7 separate regions of the Mus musculus genome follow, and all the other regions are linked to region 5. The links are chromatin contacts, called in public ChIA-PET, HiChIP or PLAC-seq and promoter capture Hi-C maps. All regions are on one chromosome and are shown on one strand. Each heading gives the region's core, a stretch centred on a gene start, on an enhancer-like site or on the middle of the called end of the contact. The rest is flanking DNA. Distances are from core to core; before and after follow the strand shown. Region 1 holds the start of Psmd5 (proteasome (prosome, macropain) 26S subunit, non-ATPase, 5). Region 2 holds the start of Rabepk (Rab9 effector protein with kelch motifs). Region 3 overlaps Gapvd1 (GTPase activating protein and VPS9 domains 1). Region 4 holds the start of Fbxw2 (F-box and WD-40 domain protein 2). Region 5 holds the start of Rab14 (RAB14, member RAS oncogene family). Region 6 holds the start of Gapvd1 (GTPase activating protein and VPS9 domains 1). Region 7 holds the start of Hspa5 (heat shock protein 5).

The links. Promoter capture Hi-C pulls out the DNA fragments that hold promoters and counts their contacts. ChIA-PET counts read pairs in DNA pulled down with a chosen protein or histone mark. HiChIP or PLAC-seq counts read pairs in DNA pulled down with a chosen protein or histone mark. Capture Hi-C pulls out chosen DNA fragments and counts their contacts.
Region 1: a contact with region 5 is called in an RNA polymerase II ChIA-PET map of effector CD8 T cells, with 493 read pairs. The contact joins the promoter of Psmd5 here to the promoter of Rab14 in region 5. A contact is called at or near these places in 11 of 39 promoter capture datasets (the HPC-7 cell line, cranial neural crest, embryonic stem cells and 6 more), 7 of 484 Hi-C or Micro-C datasets (CD4 T cells, cortical neurons, embryonic stem cells and 2 more), 5 of 115 datasets of contacts at active chromatin or transcription factors (astrocytes, effector CD8 T cells, embryonic stem cells and 1 more) and 4 of 9 other capture datasets (adipose tissue, embryonic stem cells, liver and 1 more).
Region 2: a contact with region 5 is called in a promoter capture Hi-C map of adipose tissue. The contact joins the promoter of Rabepk here to the promoter of Rab14 in region 5. A contact is called at or near these places in 5 of 39 promoter capture datasets (the C10 cell line, cranial neural crest, hippocampal neurons and 2 more), 9 of 115 datasets of contacts at active chromatin or transcription factors (the 230-238 cell line, embryonic basal ganglia, embryonic forebrain and 6 more) and 3 of 9 other capture datasets (adipose tissue, liver and pancreatic islet).
Region 3: a contact with region 5 is called in an H3K27ac HiChIP or PLAC-seq map of large pre-B cells, with 5 times the contacts expected there. The contact joins the enhancer-like site here to the promoter of Rab14 in region 5. A contact is called at or near these places in 2 of 39 promoter capture datasets (the C10 cell line and neutrophils), 2 of 484 Hi-C or Micro-C datasets (neural progenitor cells and neutrophils), 2 of 115 datasets of contacts at active chromatin or transcription factors (effector CD8 T cells and large pre-B cells) and 2 of 9 other capture datasets (adipose tissue and liver).
Region 4: a contact with region 5 is called in a promoter capture Hi-C map of embryonic stem cells, with 2.1 times the contacts expected there. The contact joins the promoter of Fbxw2 here to the promoter of Rab14 in region 5. A contact is called at or near these places in 21 of 39 promoter capture datasets (the 3T3-L1 cell line, 3T3-L1-derived adipocytes, the C10 cell line and 13 more), 6 of 115 datasets of contacts at active chromatin or transcription factors (acute myeloid leukemia, craniofacial prominence, embryonic basal ganglia and 3 more) and 2 of 9 other capture datasets (adipose tissue and liver).
Region 6: an RNA polymerase II ChIA-PET map of effector CD8 T cells shows a contact between it and region 5, with 113 read pairs. The contact joins the promoter of Gapvd1 here to the promoter of Rab14 in region 5. A contact is called at or near these places in 5 of 39 promoter capture datasets (the C10 cell line, cranial neural crest, frontonasal cranial neural crest and 1 more), 5 of 115 datasets of contacts at active chromatin or transcription factors (effector CD8 T cells, large pre-B cells, memory CD8 T cells and 2 more) and 2 of 9 other capture datasets (adipose tissue and liver).
Region 7: an RNA polymerase II ChIA-PET map of effector CD8 T cells shows a contact between it and region 5, with 1,750 read pairs. The contact joins the promoter of Hspa5 here to the promoter of Rab14 in region 5. A contact is called at or near these places in 13 of 39 promoter capture datasets (the 3T3-L1 cell line, the C10 cell line, cranial neural crest and 8 more), 1 of 15 datasets of contacts at CTCF or cohesin (large pre-B cells), 6 of 484 Hi-C or Micro-C datasets (CD4 T cells, CD8 T cells, embryonic stem cells and 3 more), 15 of 115 datasets of contacts at active chromatin or transcription factors (the SCID.adh cell line, astrocytes, bone marrow-derived macrophages and 11 more) and 3 of 9 other capture datasets (adipose tissue, embryonic stem cells and liver).

Annotation. Positions count from the first base shown.
Region 1 is chr2:34,869,551-34,872,250 of GRCm38.p6, forward strand. It overlaps Psmd5 (proteasome (prosome, macropain) 26S subunit, non-ATPase, 5), which reads right to left and starts at 1,412. Exons shown (of 10, transcript NM_080554.2): 1 at 1,200-1,412. The coding sequence starts at 1,372.
Region 2 is chr2:34,798,648-34,801,347 of GRCm38.p6, forward strand. It overlaps Rabepk (Rab9 effector protein with kelch motifs), which reads right to left and starts at 1,265. Exons shown (of 8, transcript NM_145522.4): 1 at 1,104-1,265. The coding sequence starts at 1,121.
Region 3 is chr2:34,708,851-34,711,550 of GRCm38.p6, forward strand. Gapvd1 (GTPase activating protein and VPS9 domains 1) reads right to left here. Exons shown (of 27, transcript NM_001356441.1): 12 at 262-402. Among named protein-coding and RNA genes, the nearest start is that of Gapvd1, 45 kb to the right of the region's middle. Within about 2 kb of position 1,316, at least 7 of the 459 cell types and tissues checked have an H3K27ac peak or open chromatin away from gene starts, as enhancers often do.
Region 4 is chr2:34,824,838-34,827,537 of GRCm38.p6, forward strand. It overlaps Fbxw2 (F-box and WD-40 domain protein 2), which reads right to left and starts at 1,398. Exons shown (of 8, transcript NM_013890.4): 1 at 1,335-1,398; 2 at 1,125-1,233. It also overlaps a transcript of Gm34653 not described here.
Region 5 is chr2:35,199,694-35,202,393 of GRCm38.p6, forward strand. Rab14 (RAB14, member RAS oncogene family) reads right to left here and starts at 1,427. Exons shown (of 8, transcript NM_026697.4): 1 at 1,067-1,427.
Region 6 is chr2:34,753,812-34,756,511 of GRCm38.p6, forward strand. It overlaps Gapvd1 (GTPase activating protein and VPS9 domains 1), which reads right to left and starts at 1,421. Exons shown (of 27, transcript NM_001356441.1): 1 at 1,167-1,421; 2 at 455-748.
Region 7 is chr2:34,770,751-34,773,450 of GRCm38.p6, forward strand. Hspa5 (heat shock protein 5) reads left to right here and starts at 1,340. Exons shown (of 9, transcript NM_001163434.1): 1 at 1,340-1,396; 2 at 1,479-1,696; 3 at 1,809-2,040; 4 at 2,420-2,557. The coding sequence starts at 1,572.

The DNA.
Region 1 (2,700 bases), core at 162-2,661, 330 kb before region 5:
TGTATTTACCATGTATTTCCTGAACTGTACTTCAGGGCAGATGCAGAGAGGAACAAATGTGTTTCCTAACCACAAAGACACACACAGAATTATAACAAGGGAAAGGTATCCAGAATTATAAACAGAAAAATGATAATGTCATTATGGTGTCTGACGAAGAGCCACTTGCAGCTGGAGAAAGACTTTTTTGGGGAGGTGGCACATGGGCTGGGTCCACAGTCAGTAGAACTGGTGTGAGAGGAGTTCAGAAAGTGCCAAGTCATGCTCTAGGAACGTTAGTGATGGTAACACGGTAGTGGAACAGATGCGCTCAGTGGAGTAAATGAAGGAGAGTAGCCTGGAAAAGCAGACTGGAAAGCTACCAGGAAGGGCCCAAATACCAAACTATACAATCATGATTTCCACAGACAAGCTAAGCCAACTGACCTGAGACATTAGTTCTGGTTGCAGGGTGAGGGCTAGTCAGAAAAGGAAAATAACCACTAAAATACTGACTGTTAAAACCAACTTAGCAGACGTAGCAGGAGTAAGAGATGTAGCAGAAGGGAGGTAAGAAAGCGCACTGAAAGCATTCAGTGCTGACTGACTGGAGCTCACTATCTTTTCAAATTAAAATTCAAATACAAAAAGCACATTAAATGATCAAGTTAACAAATACAAGACATTTCTAATTTAATGCTATAGATGCATATTCATCAAAAGTTGCTATCCTAACATTTTAATTCCAGTTGCACATTAATAACTTCTACATATAATCCTGGGTTATGCAGTTTACTCTCGCTTGTAAGGGGTATATAGTGGATTAATTTACACATAAGCTTTACAATTTTCCTTTTTTTTTTTTTTTACATTCAACACTTTCATACATACACAGATCGGCCGCGCAACGTTACGCAGCAATAATTTATGTCCTTAATGATTTATTAATATGGTTGTTTCTAGTTTAAAGTTTTGCTGTCTCACAAATCTGTTATTCCGTACATTTTAATTCCACTGGACAAGCATTCACTGGATACTGAAATTAAAAGGCGTGCCGTGGACCCCGCCACAATATCAGCAGAAGATTCCTTCCGGAGAGGAGAACCGTCAAGACCCGGGCAACACACAGTTGTGGACATCTTGCAATTGGACAACCTGGACTTTTCTCCGAAAGACCCCTGCAGCCATCCCTACCCGCCCAAGCCCGGTGCTTCTCTCACCGATTGTTCTGGTTAAGCAAGGAGAACAGCGGGCGGAGGCGTAGCTCCGCCGCCTGCTCGCGAAGCTCGTGCAGCGGCACAGCCTGCACCACTGACTGCAGCGCACGAAGCTCCTCCAGCGGCGCCTCCAGCCGCGCCACCTCCCGCAGGAGCGACACAGCCTGCGCCGCCATCTCCCTGGCTCCCGTCTGCCCGCCCACCTACTAGGTTCCCAGAGCGCCTCTCTGAATCTCGCGAGATCTTACGGAGCGAAGCCTCCCAGCAGATCTGTCAAGTCTCGCGAGATCCTTTCTCAACGCGGTCCCCGCCCCTTTCTTTGGGGCCCGGAGTCTTGCGCGTGCCGGGAGACTAAGAGACTGAGACCGCCCAGGGGATCAAGAGGCTTTGTGCACGCTCTCCGCAGAGGCCTCCGTGACGGAACCGGGATGACTGAACCCGAGTCCGAGGCCAGGTGGCCATCAAGATGAGGCACATGGTCCCCGAAAACTTGGACGTGGGGCGCCGGTTTGACGTCTGTCAGCCAATGGAAGGCCTGATTAAGAGAAGTTTGGGGCCGATGTGCAGGAAGTTTTCGGCATCTTCCAGAGTCTGCGCGTGACGTAATCACCGAAGGACAGACATAGCATTTAGTGCGGAGAGAAGGAGCAGGCCATGGAGGGGCTGGCCTCAGACTCCGAGACCAAATGCACACAGAAGTGTCTGATGGAAATCAGTGGTCAAGGACAAGCTATATATATTTCGTGAAAGAGAGAGAGGAGAGAGAGAGGGAGAGAAGCTTAAAAATCGCTGCCATCTGCGAAACACGGGGTTGTTGGAGAAGAACCATTAAAAGCTAGTTGACAACCAACTATTTCAAGCCGTTGGAATGTCTGGTCAGAGTTGTAGACCTCATTTGGTCCCCTGTGCCAAGGAGATGAGTCTGTTTTGGAACGCATGGCTTCCTGTTCTTTTACGGAAAGAGACAAAAATCCAGGAAGCTTAGAGGAGACTAAGGATGGGATGCCCATCTGTATGTGTGTTCGCGCGTGCATGTCAGGGACTCAGGTGACAACAATAAAACTCTGCGACTTTACAAAGACCCTAATCCCACTCTTTTGGAAAAGGTTAAACTACCCGTTTCCCCATTTTATGTCATACACACGGAGAACTGTCACTAACCGTTGTCTTCTCTTTTCGTTACTTCACGATTATCGTACCCTTGAAGCCTAGAAGCTAATTGGCAGAGAAAACTCTTGAATTAAAGGTGTGGGTGATTATGAACAGAAGTCCCAGGCATTCAGACTCCTCCCCAGCCCTCCAAACTCCCAGGGGCTTGTTTTCTGTAGCCCTTGGATCATAATATTTTCCAGACATTCAGGAATTATATCAAGAAGACATTTGACCACTTTGCTCCCTGCGTTGAAAAAGAAAACTCACTTAAGTAACACAGCAGCCTTATACTACTTTTAGTAGTTGTAAAAGAAGTTTAAAAAAAAAAAAAGATGACACATAGCCAGTCATT
Region 2 (2,700 bases), core at 15-2,514, 400 kb before region 5:
GGTAATTACTGCCGCCCCTATCTTTCCTTCCTGTAAATTTTCACACTGCTAGTGGATATTTAAAGCCAGTTTCAAGGAGTTGGCATGGCTCTGTGGTAGAGTGTCTGTTTAGCATGGGCAAAGCTCTGGGTTCAAGTCCCAGAAAATTTCAAAGGTTATTTAAAGAGATTACCCCTTTCCAGTCTCTCAAGTTACTGCTCCTGCCTCAGGGATTAGCAATATACATCACATACACCCTCGGCAGGAAGGCTTAATCAGGACTTGGGTTTAGACCACAATATATATGACTGTATCCATTTAACCACCATATTACAGGAGTCATTCTGAACGTAATTATCTTTTCTTTTAAACTCATTACTCATTTAGAGACACGGTCTTATGTACCTTAGGCTAGCCCCCACTCATTATGTAGCCAAGGATGACCCTGAACTTCTGCTTCTCTTGCTGCCACCTCCCAAAAGCTGGAATTACAGGCAAACACCACCATACCTTTTTATGCCTTCTGGAGATCAAACCCAGGGCTAAGTTCTCGATAGGCAGGCAGTCTACCAATTGAACTACACCCTTACATCCCTGAATGTAACTATCTATTTAAAAGTCTGTAATCGGCCAGGCATGGTGGTGCACTACATGGCACTAGAGAGGCTTGAGGCAGCAGAGGCCAGCTTGAGCTACACAGTGAGACTTGTCTCAAAATAAAAGTAACAGAAAAGTATCGAAACTAGATTCCAAAATGTTAGCATGTCCGGCCTTCTGATTCATTCCGATAACTTACCAATGGACCTGCAGAGTGTAGAAGTGAAGGACAAACGAATGAAGAAAGGGAATTAAAGGAGAGTTGGGCCGATGAGGCCCACAAGCGGGCTAGGCTAATGACCACAGGGTCAGCCCAGAGCTTAGAGGGGCCGGCGTGGCGGGGACTCTCCTAGCCACCTCCTTTGCGTCCCCTCTGCCGGCCACATCTCCGCGCGAAAGAAGTCGGGGTCAGGGAGAAATGGCTGCCAGCTTTCCCCAAAACTGACCGGCCGGAGACCATGGGTACTACCCCTCCCACCCAGTTCAAGCCTACTGCCTTAAGAGACCTCCAGCCCAGCACCTATTACCTGCCGCAGCCCCCGCATGTCCTGGACGTGGCTCCACCCATGGGGCGGAGCTTAGGAGCCCGTCCTCTTCCCCAGTCCCGGAAGCGCGTCCAGGCCAACCGCTCTACGCCTCCGGGTCTCCGGGACTACGCGCCAAACTTAGTCAGGGCCTCCCGGAACTCTGCGTACTGGTTGGCATCCGGTCCATAACTCCAATTTCGGGTCCCGACGGAGTTTGTTACAGCAGTCCTTAGTAGTGACTTCTGAAGGGGAAGGATGGGTTGGAACTCACGTAAGCCAGGCTGACCTTGAATTCTGCTTCAGGCTCCCGAGTGAGATTTCCTGCATGCCATAGGATGCTAGGTTTTGCCTGTGCAGGTTTGAGGTTGGTTCAAACTGTGGATCCTAAAGCGGGTTATTTCCATAATCGCTGTTTGTGGTTACAGCACGTTCCAGACCACAGGCCCTGGGCTTTCCGGGAGCTCACAGGCTGAGCAGAGAGATTAAACACGAAGGACAACTAGGAGGTCCTATTGTAAACGCTGAAGAATAAAAAGTTCATTGACACTGTATGTTCTTGGGGAAAGTTATTAATACTTTTGGTGTCTTCTCTCAGCGACACACAAATTTTAAGATTTCCATAGAGGTTGTAGTCGGGAATTTTTATGGAGGCCCAGAGCTGGTCCTTTGTAAAAGCCGTGATTATTTTTATCTAGACACAAACTACCTCTGTTGACAGCTTCATCTGCATCCTCTCTGATCTATGTCCTAGCTATAGGTGCCCCGTGACTTTCCTAAAACAAAGATAGCTCGCCTATGTGCCTATGTGTGAACAGAGTACCATACTCTGAGCTCACTAACTTCCCTCAGAACTCAAGACAGCCTAGAAACAGAAGTAGTGTGTCTTTAGTGGGAGAGGGAAGACAGACTGGCTTCAAACAAGCTCCCGCACTAAATGGGAAATGTCTGACGAGTCTGCTCCTCTCTGAACCCTAGTTTACTCATAGATAGAATGGGAATAGCAATATCGGAACACAGCTGTCTAGAGAATTTACTAGTGCAAGTAAAAGAAAAACTTGGGTTTTAATTTTGAGACAGGGTCTCATGCAGTCCAGGCTTGCCTCCCATCTCACTGTATACCTGAGGATGGTCTTGAACTCCTGATTCTGCTGCCTCCACCATACAAATGCTGTGATTTACAGAAAAGATTTACAATGCTCCCACTCCAATTTATTTATTTAGTTACTTGAAAATATAACCAAAATTCATGGACAAAGTAAAATTGGGCTACAGCTCTCTTCACAACTTTGCCATTATATTTCCAATACCTGAGTCTTTGTGATTGCCTGTAATTATCAGAAAGCTCCCATAGACTGCCAAAGAATTTAGAGGTATGCACTCACTCTGCTTTCTTTTTTTTTTTTTTTTAAGATTTATTTATTATATGTAAGTACACTGTAGCTGTCTTCAGGCACACCAGAAGAGGGTGTCAGATCTCATTACGGGTGGTTGTGAGCCACCATATGGTTGCTGGGATTTGAACTTGGGACCTTCGGAAGAGCAGTCAGTGCTCTTACCCGCTGAGCCGTCTCGCCAGCCCCTCACTCTGCTTTCCTTC
Region 3 (2,700 bases), core at 66-2,565, 490 kb before region 5:
CAGTATGACTGTCTGATATTGGCCTTATCTATACTGAGTCATCAGGTGCTGAGGTAAATGTCTGAGAATCTAGTACTTAGAAATTGAGGAAGGAGGATTTTAAGTTCAAAGTCAGCCAGGGCCAGACTCTGTCTCAAAAAACAAAACAGAAAAACATATAAATGTATATCATTTGGCAAAATACACGTAACATAAAAATTAAGACACCTTACACATTAAAGTTCTACAGAAGGAAAAAGTAAACAATGACAGCATACCAACCTGAGTCACTTGGCAATACCTCTACACTCCAAGCTTCACTTGTGGTCTCTGATATGGTAGAGCCAGTGCAAGGGTCAAGGAGAACTGACCCTGAACCTGGAAGGCACAGCAAACTACCTAACACGTTCTCTGCTGCTGCACCTGTAACCAGTGAGAGCAAAGTGTTAGAAAGAAAGCAAAGAGGGGAGAGAGACTCTTAACACGGGAAAGTGGCTGAGGTAGCAATCATTTCATTTAAGCACGAAACTAAAAACACAAAGTTCCCAGTTGGGGACACTGGCACAACCTCCTTTTCTTTCATTATTTTGTTTTAAATATTTAGTCTATATGTATATATGTGCCTGAGTTATGTGCACCATGCACATGTAGGAGCTGGAGCAGATCAGAAGAGGCATCAAACACCCTGGAACTAGAGTTACAGCCAACTGTGAGTCACCATGTAGATCCTAGAAACTCAACTTGGATCCTCTCCTCTGCAAGAGCAGTAAGTGTAGTACTCCTATCTGGGAAGAAATCTCCAGCCCCACAACCTCCCTTTCATTAAGTTCCTCCTGCTTAACTCTATCTCTCCACAGGGAAAACACATCTTTAGGTTCCTGTCAATTTGGGGTTTTTTTTTAAAAGATTTATTTACTTTATGTATGAGTACTCTATCTACATGTACATCTGCACACCTGAAGAGGGCATCAGATCATGTTATGCATGGTTGTAGGCCACCATGTGGCTGCTACAAATCAAACTCAGGACCTCTGGAAGAGCAGACAGTGTTCTTAACCACCGAATCATCTCTCCAGGTCCTCATGCCAATTTATTTTCACCAAGGTTTCTCAGCAAATCTTACCTATGTCCTTGATATCTTTTTACCTTTATAAAATTTATAGTCCTACAGGGACTATAAAAATCCGGAGAACATACCCACAGAAAGTTATATTAGCCAAACATGTTTTCTTCCAGCCTAATAGCCACAAATTCAAAGCATTAAATACATTTGCAAGAGACTATATGGCTCCTTCATAGCACTCAGCCAACTGCAAATACTGCTTGTGGCCAAGAACAATACTGCTTTGGCACGTGGAAAGAGTAATACAAAGCCAATTGAGAAATCTCTATGCACTACTGAAACACAAGTGAAAGGAATGGAATATTATTATATACCTGTGTTTAACAGATAATGATGAAAAGAGACAGCTCAGCAGTTAAAAACTGCCTCCTTTTCAGGGGACTTGGGTCTAACTCCCAGCAGTTACATAGCAGTTCACAAGTAGCTCTAACCCCCGTGCCAGAGGATCCAACATTCTATTCTGGCCTTTGAAGCTACCACACACAAGTGGTGCACAGATACATATGTTGGCAAACACTCATACACATAAAAAATAAAAATGAAGAAAAAATACTCCAGATGGGAATTCTATACTACACTTGGTTCAATCTAATAAAAGAATAACTATTTCAGGTCATGAAAAAATTTTGAGAATAGTTACAAGTAAAAACTACCTTTTACAGATTAAACAAACTGCAAATAAAGGCCTACAGAGTGAATCAGCAGTTAAGAGCGCTTACTGCGCTTGCAGAGGACCCAGGCTCAGTTACAGTGCTCACAGTGACTCAGTGTCTATAAGGATAATTTCAGGGGTTGGTTCCAATGCTCTCTTTTGACTTCTGCAGATACAAGGTACATATGTGGTACCCATATATTTATACAGATACGCATACACATGAAATACAAATAAAACTTTAAAAGAAAAAAGAATATCTGGAACATGTCTAGGCATGAAGAGGGACAGTGGAAGAATGGAAAAACAAAACTGGCCATGTGTGTCTAGTTGCTAAAGCTTAGGGCCAGGTACAATGAGTTCCCTGTTGTCTTTGGTTGATATTTTCCATAAAAAGAAAATGGAGATGGTAATTATATGGCTGTATGAAATCTTTCAGAACTCACAAAACAATATTCTAAAAAGGTTCTGAATGTCACAGCACAATAAACTGACATTTTACAAAGGAAAGCCTGGCTATCCTCTGCGACTGAGTTAAGGCTTGCAGAGATGAACTCATTCCATCGTCTTCTATGGTTCTGTGGTGCTTGAGGGGGATTCTTAGAGCATCGCACACGCACACCTAGTGCTCTACCAATAGCTACACCTTACACCTCTAGCTCTCGTTTTAAAGATCTTTAGTATTCTAGTAGGCTATGTTTTCTTCGGGATTTTAGCCTCAAGAAGATAATAAGCTCACTACAAATGGAGACCGTATGCTATGCTCCAAAGAGACTTGACAGGAAATTAACCCAAAAGACTTATCTGTCTTTTTTTTGGGGGAGGGGGAGGTTTAAGACAGGGTTTCTCTGTGTAGCCCTGGCTGTCCTGGAACTCACTCTGTAGACCAGGCTGGCCTCGAACTCAGAAATCCACCTGCCTCTGCCTCCCAAGTGCTGGGATTAAA
Region 4 (2,700 bases), core at 148-2,647, 370 kb before region 5:
GACACAGACATATAGACACACTAAAAATCATTTTTTTAAAGAACAAAAAATAAATACTCATTGTTGTTGGGAAGGTTGTCTCCTTGCCTCCCCTTTCACAACCAGTTAAAAGGTAGGCCAGGCGTGGTGATACATGCCTTTAATCCCAGCCCTCGGAGGCAGAAGCAGGCTCTGTGAGTTTGAGGCCAGTCTGGTCTACACAGAGGATTATGTGTACAGAAAAGTATTCTGTGAATATTGAGGAAGCTGATTAAATATTGCTTCAAGAGAGAACTGGAAAGAAAAGGGATGAAGTCCCTTTTAACAAAACATCTTTTTGTATTTAAAACCATGTGACTACACTATTGTAAAGATCTTTTCCTCCTTTTGCTTGTGATATTTAGAAAATTGTTTTTACTGTTCCTTTTTGTTTTGCTTTTTGTTTTATTTTGTTTTTTGAGACAGGCTTTTGCAGTGAAGCCCAGACTGGTCTCACAATTCACAAGACTGGAGTGCTGGGACTGCTGGAGTCCACAACCACCCTTGGCCTAAAAGCCATTAATTTAGAGACTAATCTTTTAAACCTTTGAAAGAATACAAATAATGTTTATAAAACACGGGCTCTGAAATTTCACTTGTTGGGTAACCATGGGCAAATCATTTCTTGTGTTTCAAGCCAAATTTCCTCACTTGTAAACTGTCGCCTGGTACTGTTTTACCTACAAGATTGTTAGGGTTAAACAGCGTTCTGTACAGTATCTGGCACACTATAAGCCTACAATAAATGCCAGTTACTGTTATAATGTAGTACTAATACTGTCATTTCTCCCCTTTTAAAAAGAAGCATCATCTCAAATACACACCTGTTTTCAAGGCATACACACAAGCATGGTGCCTTCCTACACATACTACTACGTTCTGCATTTTATAAACCACCTGTCCACATTTCATCATCTTTAATTAATTAAAGTGCTAGCCTTGGGGCATCAATGTTAACTCGTTTCGCGGCTAGGAAAAACCGAAGCACCAGAAGGCAGGAACTCTTAGCTCTAATTTTCCTGTCTAAAATTAACTCCGAGTCTCTCAGCCCGTTCGTGACTCCCTTGGTCCCCTGCTCCTGGAGCCGTGTTCCGCGCGGCACTGACCTGAGCGAGCGCCCCGGGGCCCGGGACCTCGCGCCGGGCTCACACCGACTAGGCGCGCTCGGGCCGCCAGAGCGTCGCAGCGGCCGGGTCCGCTCCACAGCCATGGCGCCTGCGGGGAAAGGGAGAAAACAGGCCGGGGCGGCGGGTCAGTAACGCCGCGGGCGCTGGGGATTCCTGTCCAGCCCGGCCCGGCCAATCGCAAATACAGACCTGGACCTACGGCCGCTGCTCTGGGTCCGCAGCCTCACAGGGGAGCGGCTTCCGGTGCTGCTGCGTCATCTCCGCGCGCCATTCCGGCGCCCAGCGTCGGGCGGAAGCGGCTCTACTTCCGTCTCTGCCCTCCAAGTACCTGGGAAAGAATGGCCCCGACTGTGGAAAAGGGCCGAACATGTGCTGTACCACCGTCTGCGCTTACACCTTATGATCCTGAGCAAGGTGGACCTCTAGATTTGCACAATGTTTATTTTCCTCATCTACTTTTTTTTTTTAACCAAGTTAGGGTAATATTTCACAGGAGAGAAAGGGCTAAGGCTCCAAATCCACATGTGACGATATTCAAACAGCCCATTGACACCTGGCACCTCCCAAACACGATTCTGACACAGCTGAACAAATCCCTAACTGCGCGAGGTCTATGTCTAGTCGTAGGAGGAAGACAGGACAAATAACAAAGTATACTGCAGGAAGCAAGGACAAAACATGGTAAGGGAGTTGGGTAGGGGCTGGGTTAAGCTCGAATCCCAGGACATACATGCACGCTGTCCAAACGTGGCCACTTAGCCACGGAGACAGCTGTTCTCCGAAGCGCTTGTTACATATCAGCTAACTAGCGTGAAGCCTTTAGTCCCCCCAGATAGAAGTGGTAAGCAAGAAGCTCTATAAATGCTGCTGTGTGAAAGCTTTGCCTGTCTGTTTGATGGGACAAGGTTTTTCTGTAACTCTGGCTGACCGGGACCTCGCTCTGTAGACCAAGCTGGTCTTGAACTCAAAGATCTGCCTGCCTCTCCCAATAGCTTGGGACTAATGAATGGTGTGCGCCATCATTGCCCAGTTTTTGGTTTGTTTGTTTTTGTTTTTCCTATTTAAAGCTTTTGTTTCCCTTGGGTTTTTTTTTTTTTTTTTTTTTTTTTTTTGGGTTTTCGAGACAGGGTTTCTCTGTGTAGCCCTGGCTGTCCTGGAGCTCACTTTGTAGACCAGGTTGGCCTCGAACTCAGAAATCCCCCTGCCTCTGCCTCCCGAGTGCTGGGATTAAAGGCGTGCGCCACCACGCCCGGCTAGGGTTTTTTTTAAGAGTTATTTATTTTATGCGTATGAGTACGCTGTAGTTGTGAGCCTTCATGTGGATGATGGGAATTGAATTTAGGACCTCTGCTCACTCCGGTCAACCCCGCTCCCTATGTGAGACCGGCGCTCGCTCAGTCCCAAAGATTTGTTATTATAAATAAGTACACTGTAGCTGTCTTCAGACGCACCAGAAGAGGGCGTCAGGTCTCATTACAGGCGGTTGTGAGCTACCGTGTGGTTGCTGGGATTTGAACTCAAGACCTTCAGAAGAGCAGTCAGTGCTCTCACCCAC
Region 5 (2,700 bases), core at 177-2,676:
TGTGCAGCCACCAAGAACATAGCTTTCTTCACAAATACGGAGGACATGCTACCACCACCTCTCCTCCAAGGAGCATTTGCCAGAGTAGCAGCTGACATGATAGATTTTGGGTCTTATCAGTTCTCACCCAGTGTGAATGGAGAGAAAATGGAATTCAGTTGTCTCCTCTCTGAACCGATCCAGTATTGTGTATCTCAGCCCTCGTGGAATGTACTGTAGTACAAAACATACCAGCCAGGATAGGGAGAAGCCATCATTTGTGTTCCATCATTACTCAGCTACAGGACAACTTCTGGCTTCGGTCCGTCCCTCGCCCCTTATTAAAAAAATGCGGAAAACTCTCAAAAGGCACTCGAAGCAAGCAAGCTATGTGTGAAGACACCTAAACCCGTGTCTGGCACACACTGGAGTTTTAGCGTTCCCGTTCCATCGTCTTTTCTCAAATTCTCGAGATGCCCAAACTTTTTCCCTTCGTTCTTTCTAGATGCTGTCTAGGTTCCAACCAGTGCAGGCTGGCCAGGGACTTTACAGGGATTCGGAGAACCTCGCGCACAGTCCCACACGCCCAATCCTCAGCCGGGACGACAGAGCGGTGGCTTACAAGGACACGGGAGCCAGCCCGAGACGCCGAAGCGCTGCCTTTTGTTGAGGCCCTGTAGGGTGGGACTGCCACGGCTGGGGGCTCGTGGGTGGCAGGCCGGCGCGCCACGCGTGGGGCAACACTGCGGGGGTGTTCTACAGCCGCGGGCAAAGGCGGCGAGACTCGGGCCTGCGGAGGCCGCGGCTGTGCCCCGCAGGTCGGACGGATGAGGTGGGAACACACCCTCCCTGCACGCCTCGGAGCCCGGCTGCGGGCAGGGAGCGCGAGCCGCCCGGGACGGCGCGGGCGACAGCTCGCCCCGCGGAGTCCTGTCAGGCCGGCGCCCTCCGCCGACCCCCGGGCTGGCCGCGGCCTGCGGGGCCCAGCCCGGGACGCCGCCCGCCTACCTCTCGGCTCGCCTCCGCCCCTTGGAAGGGCCGGGCTGGGAGGCTGGCTCCGGCGGCCCCTGCGGAAGGCCTTGGTTACCTGGGGGGTTGCTGGTGGCTGGGCAGCTTTCCGGACGGGAGGGGGACGTCAGGACGAGGAAGCGGAGGGCGGACGCGGCGGGAGGGAGGCCGGAATCCGTCAGCCGAGGCCCTGGCAGGTAGGCGGGCTGGCCGGAGGTTGCAGACACTCGGGTGGCAGTCGCGGTGGCGGCGGCGGCTGCTCCTGCGGCTCCCTCAGGATCTTCCTCGGGCTGGCCCAAGATGGCGGCGCTCCCTGCACAGGGTTTCCTGTCACCCTCGCAATGGGCCGGACCACAAAAGAAGGGGGGAGGATGCGCGCGCAGCCAGCGGAGCCCGGAAGAGGGTGGTGGAGACTAACCTGACGGCCACGCCCCTTCGTCAGTTCGCCCCTCCGGAGTAGACCCGCCTCGGCCTCGGCCCGCCCCCACTGGTCCTCACGCCTGAAGGAGGCGGGGAAAGGAGCCTGCGCAAGCGTAGTCGTGTGCCACGCCTCCCGGCGGAGTTACTGCGCAGGTTCGCACGCTGTTTTCTAAGGGTTGACAGTGTCTGTCCAGAATTGTCGCCGTTAGAGACCTAACTATTTTTAATACGCGTAACTGCTTATCACTGGGCCGCCTCTGTATACCGGCTTCTGGAACACACACGTATTTACTGCATTTATTCAACATTTACAGACCAATTGGAGACTAGTAGGAACAAGGCTGGCCAACACCCAGAGACGCTTCTCGTGCCATCAGAGGCAAAAGGGTGGTTCACATTGACCAACCCATTTGTATAATCATGTAGCTAGGAGGTGGCCCTTTCTTGTGTTTCATCTTTGTCTAGCTTAACCTTGCTTTGCGGACACCAGCAACAGGAAGAGGGAAACTTGACATTTTTACTCCCACCTTCCCAAGACACTTCCCACTCCCACCTTCCCAAGACACCTTGGTGAAAGCAACAGTTTCACTTTCTTGGTCTTTCGTCTTTTTGCCTTGTAGAACCTGGATGTGGATTTACTTATCTTACATTTACGTTTATCTTACATTTCCTTTTTTTATCTTATTATTTATTTGACATTTACGTTATTTATCTTACATTTACGTTTAATTTATATTTTACAATTACATTGCCACAAGGATGGATATGTTAATAACGCAAAGCAAAGCAATTTTTTTTTTCAGCATAGAAGTTGACCTTTTTTCTCCTGATTTTTTTTGAGGAGTGGAGTGGGGTTCAATACAGGATTTCAGTATGTACTTCTGGTTCCCCTGGAACTCACTATGTGAATCAGGGTGGCCTCTAACTTGCAGAGATTTGCCAGTCTCTGTATTCCCGTGTTATGGTTAAAGACATGCACCATCACACCCAGGTTTCCCCCCATGATTTTAAAGGATTTGGTACATATCTTGTGTGTCTCTGAAGGGACTATGGACTGTAACCATTATCCCTACCATGCCTAGTGGATAAAATGGCCCTTTCCAGAACCCCCAAAGAAAAGTCGCAATTCTAAGCGTTTAAAACCTTTCGTTGTAAACTGGTTCTGCCTTAGGAAAGTGAGATGTCATTAGAAAAATACATAGCAGTTTGAAAATCTCTTGTTTTGATAAATACATGATACAGACAACAGTTTTATACATGTCATTTACTTTCTCAGGTCCTCAGACTTTTCTC
Region 6 (2,700 bases), core at 171-2,670, 450 kb before region 5:
ACAGAACGGACACTTCAAGACCACCAGCAGCAAGTGCACAGACGCCAAGCCCGGCGCGCGTTTGCGGGTGCACGGCGTCCCCAGCCCGGAGCGTCCGGCGCGTCCCTGGCGGCGCTCCCAAGCCATTCGGTCCGCTCCTGGCCTCCCGGGCTCGGCTGCCCACCTGCCCCGGACGCCCACAGAGGCGACCCGCGCTACTGCGCCCCTTCCCGCCCCGTCGCGCTCCCACCCCATCCCCCCCATGCGCCCTGTGTCCCCGCCGCCTCAGGCAGGCTGCCGGAACCCGCACGCCGCCACCCCTCTCGCGGGGCCCGGCCGCGCGGCTTCCCACCCGAGCGACGCCGGGCACGGGGCAGGCCCGGGGCCCGGGGCGGGGCGGCCGTCAGGCGCGGGCTGCGGTGCTAGGCCAGACGGCGGGGCACGCGGTGCGGACCGGCCGGGGACGCGCACTCACCGGTGAGGTCATGCGGAGGACGGCGCCCAGGTCCTCGCTGGACTGCCTCTCGGCCTCGGAGCCGTCGCCCTCGCTGCGAACTGCCACCGCCGCCCAGCCGCCGCCACAGATCGCCAGTCGGTTTCCCTGCCTCCTGCGGCGGCGCTGCCCCCTCAGCAGTGCGCGTGCGCGGCGCCGCGGGGGCCCCTGGGATCGGTGGTCCGGACCACGGCCGCCCTTCCGCTCCCGGTCGCGAACCGCCTTGCCAGGACCTGTACGCCGATCCTCCGCCCTCACGTCTCCGTGTACCTGGTGCTAGAGAAGACGGGTGGAAGAAAAATGACACTCCTCTCTTGCTCGGAACATCATCCAATAGCCAGCCTCTCTCTCTCTCTCTCTCTCTCTCTCTCTCTCTCTCTCTCCTCTCTCTCTCTCTCTCTCTCTCTCTCTCTCTCTCTCTCTCTCTCTCGCTCTTCCCCTTTCACTTAAAAGCTATGCCAATTGGACGGTATCTTCATTTTTAACTTATAAATATAATTTCCCACTTCTCGTTTTGTCGATTTTTATTGTAACTGTGTTATTTAAAAATAACATTACATTAAATAAACTGTAAACTGTGTTACATTAAATAGGCTTAGGTCGGTTTTGTTTTTTCAAAAAAAAAAAAAAAATGAAAGGACGCGTCAAGTTAGCAGAAGTGAACAGTCCCAGAAACCTTAGAGCTAGAACATACCTTAAAGGTCATCGGTGCAGCTCCCACCCAAGCAGGAATGGCCTCCACGTCTCACTTCTGTTTCGGATGTTCCAGTATCAGCTCACTACCTCTCAGGAGTACAGCCTGCTCCTCTCTGTTGCACAGCTCTAAATGTTAGAAAGTTCTGCCTTCTGCTGAGCTGAAATCTGCTTCCCTTGTCTTTCCTCCCTTTGCAGGTAGTTATTCTGCCTGGAAGCAAGGAGAATTGGTTCCCACTTGACAGCCCTTTAAAATATTGAAGACAATGAATATATCCTGCAACACCACGAGTCTCATGCTCCGCCCCCAAGGTGGGGGGAGGGGGAAGTGAAAACTCATCTTCCCAACTATTCAAACATAAATCAGATCCCAGACAGCTTTCCACCCGTCTTCCATACACCTCCTTTAAAAATCATCAGAATTGAACTAGCATGGTAGCTCTCACCTGTAATCTAAAACCTTTGGGAGGCTGAAGCAAATGTCTCAGAATTAGACAAAAGTTTAAACCAGCCTGAGCTACACAGGATGTCTAGACCAGCGGGAGCTATCCTTTGAGACCCTGCCTCAAAAGGAAATTCTTTTGTCACAATTTGCTTCCTATTTGCTACTTTGTTACAATAGCATTGTGGGTATCAAGTAAAATGTCTTTGGTACCATGTTGCCATTCAACAGAGTTCAATTAAAGATTATCAGTCGGGTCTGTTACATTGTACAAAGCACCAACCAGATGAAAAAGCAAGTGGATACAATTTACAATATAAAGTGGAGAGTATCTCCCATAGATTGAGTTTTGTAACAATAAACTAAATTACAAAGTGCTATGAAGAATTACAAAGTGTTATGAGATTCCAGAGAAAGAGACCATATTGAATTAAGAAATCAAGACCTAGGCTGAGTTTTGTGGCCCATGACTTTAATCCCAGCAGTTGGAAGGCAAAATCAGACCAATCTCAGAGTTCCAGGATAACCAGGATTATACAGAGCCCCTGTCTCAAAAGGCCAAAGAAGAAAAGAAAGAAAGGAAAAGAGATTTGGCTGTGACTAGATTCCAAGGTAGATGAGTCAGGATCCCAGCACTCAAGAGGCAAAAACAGGCAGGCGGAGGCAAAAACAGGCAGGCAGATCTCAAGGCTAGCCTAGTCTACAGAGCAAGTTCCAGGACAGTGCTACACAGAGAAATCTTGTTTAAAAAAAAAAAAAAAAAAAAAAAGGAAAAGAAAAAGAAAAAGAAAAAGAAAAAAAATCCAGAAAAAGAGAGGGGGAGGATATAAAATTTGTAGACTGCATAAGGGAAAACCCCCTTGAACAGAAGATTGTGTTCAAAGGCTCCAGAGCTCCAGAGCACAAAATCCACCTGCCTCTGCCTCCCAAGTGCTGGGATTAAAGGCTTGTGCCACCACTGCCCAGCTTGAAGAAAGGCTTTCAAAGACACAAAAGGAAACCTTCAAGTAAAGGCATTTGCCACCAAACCGAACCACCAGAGTTTGACACCAAACACCCCACATAGGGGAGGAAGGATAAATGACTCCTGCAA
Region 7 (2,700 bases), core at 90-2,589, 430 kb before region 5:
AACAAAAAAGGGTGGTGGTGGTGGGAATCAATAGTATAAATTATGGAGTAAAATCAACCGGGTTATTAACTATATTCTCAGCACTTATCAATCGACCATTCTAGCTATTTAATCGCTCTTGGTCTCAATGGTCTCTTCTGGAAAATGGGAAAAATGTACCAAGACTTGAATATGAATAAATGACACATGGAAAACACATAGGAGGATCAGTAGTTATAGACCAGCTTGGGCCTGTGTACAATGCCTCTCAAAATACATAAAACAAAACAATGAAGTACATAATAAGCTCAAGTAGTAACTTGTTTTGTTTGTCCCCCAACATACTATTATAAAAGAGTAAAGCATCAGCAAGACTTTTTTGTCTGCTAAACGTCTTTAGCATTATCAGCCCTATTCCAAGAGTCGAATAGGGTGGTGTCAAGAAGGAAGAGGGAAAGAGGAAGGACTTATAAATAATAACCAGTGTCATAAATGGAAATGCTATGCTAGAACAGGTTAGCGAACAATAAGGCGCTACGAGAGAGAGAGAGAGAGAGAGAGAGAGAGAGAGAGAGAAGAAAAGATACATCTCATGGTGGAAAGTGCTCGTTTGACCATAGTACTGAATCTCCGCGGCGGAGAAAGGGAATAGGTTACAATTGGCCAGGCCAATCCTGGGACTTAACCCCGGCAAAGGGAAGATTCGAAAGGCCTGGAAAGACACATACGGCTAGCCTTGGGGTGAAGGAGAAACACGGTTAGCTGAGAAGCACCAGGATTCTCAGCGAGGCAGAATCCAGATCAGGCCCCAGCTCGAGACGTGCAGGCCGGGCGAGTAACAGGGCCTGGACTCTGGGACATCCGAGAACGTGTGGAGGCTGGGGAGGGCGATCACAGCTGAGGCCGGGCAGCTCAGGACGCGGGGAATCGAGGAGGAGAAAGGCCGCGTACTTCTTCAGAGTGAGAGACAGAAAAGGAGACCCCGAGGGAACTGACACGCAGACCCCACTCCAGTCCCCGGGGGCCTGGCGTGAGGGGAGGACCTGAACGGTTACCGGCGGAAACGGTCTCGGGGTGAGAGGTCACCCGAAGGACAGGCAGCTGCTGAACCAATAGGACCAGCGCTCAGGGCGGATGCTGCCTCTCATTGGTGGCCGTTAAGAATGACCAGTAGCCAATGAGTCAGCCCGGGGGGCGTAGCAATGACGTGAGTTGCGGAGGAGGCCGCTTCGAATCGGCAGCAGCCAGCTTGGTGGCATGGACCAATCAGCGGCCTCCAACGAGTAGCGACTTCACCAATCGGAGGCCTCCACGACGGGGCTGTGGGGAGGGTATATAAGGCGAGTCGGCGACGGCGCGCTCGATACTGGCCGAGACAACACTGACCTGGACACTTGGGCTTCTGCGTGTGTGTGAGGTAAGCGCCGCGGCCTGCTGCTAGGCCTGCTCCGAGTCTGCTTCGTGTCTCCTCCTGACCCCGAGGCCCCTGTCGCCCTCAGACCAGAACCGTCGTCGCGTTTCGGGGCCACAGCCTGTTGCTGGACTCCTAAGACTCCTGCCTGACTGCTGAGCGACTGGTCCTCAGCGCCGGCATGATGAAGTTCACTGTGGTGGCGGCGGCGTTGCTGCTGCTGGGCGCGGTGCGGGCCGAGGAGGAGGACAAGAAGGAGGATGTGGGCACGGTGGTCGGCATCGACTTGGGGACCACCTATTCCTGGTAAGTGGTATCCGTCGAAGGAGGAGGGGGTGGGGAGGAGTGGGGCGTGGCCTCCGGGGCCAGCGTGAGAAAGTGAGGTGCTGATTCCTTTTCTGTGGGGTTTCCCCGTCAGCGTCGGTGTGTTCAAGAACGGCCGCGTGGAGATCATAGCCAACGATCAGGGCAACCGCATCACGCCGTCGTATGTGGCCTTCACTCCTGAAGGGGAGCGTCTGATTGGCGATGCGGCCAAGAACCAACTCACGTCCAACCCCGAGAACACGGTCTTCGATGCCAAGCGCCTCATCGGACGCACTTGGAATGACCCTTCGGTGCAGCAGGACATCAAGTTCTTGCCATTCAAGGTCGGACCCGTTTTTTTTTTCTCATGCTAATGGGGCGGCTGGGGTGATAGGAGTATTTAGGGGTTGCCACTTGGCCAAAAACACTGTTCAAAGGACTTAAAAGAATGTGTTCGGAATTTATGTAACGGTTTTACATCTAGTCGTTTTTAGTGTGTTATAAAACATGACACACTGTTAACAATGTCTAGAAGTTGAAACAGACTAAAACTGTCGATCTATCTACAATACAGCTGTGCTCAGTTTTAGTTGTGATTTCCCCCTAAGGGACAGAGATGAATCAAGCTATGGGAGGGAGGAAATGGATTTTTTTTTTTAAATCGTTTGTGGTGTCATTGTTTCCTCTTCGGAAAAATTACCTTTAAATTACTTTATGCCATAGGTGGTTGAAAAGAAAACTAAACCGTACATTCAAGTTGATATTGGAGGTGGGCAAACCAAGACATTTGCCCCAGAAGAAATTTCTGCCATGGTTCTCACTAAAATGAAGGAGACTGCTGAGGCGTATTTGGGAAAGAAGGTGAATAACGTGTGAAACAGTGTTGAGTGTTTGATTGCTGTTGCTCCCCCTCGATGACTTGTGTAGGGAAGCCTTCATGGTTTGAAACCTTTCAATTTTTTTTTAAAGATTTATTTATTATTATACATAATTTCACTGTAGCT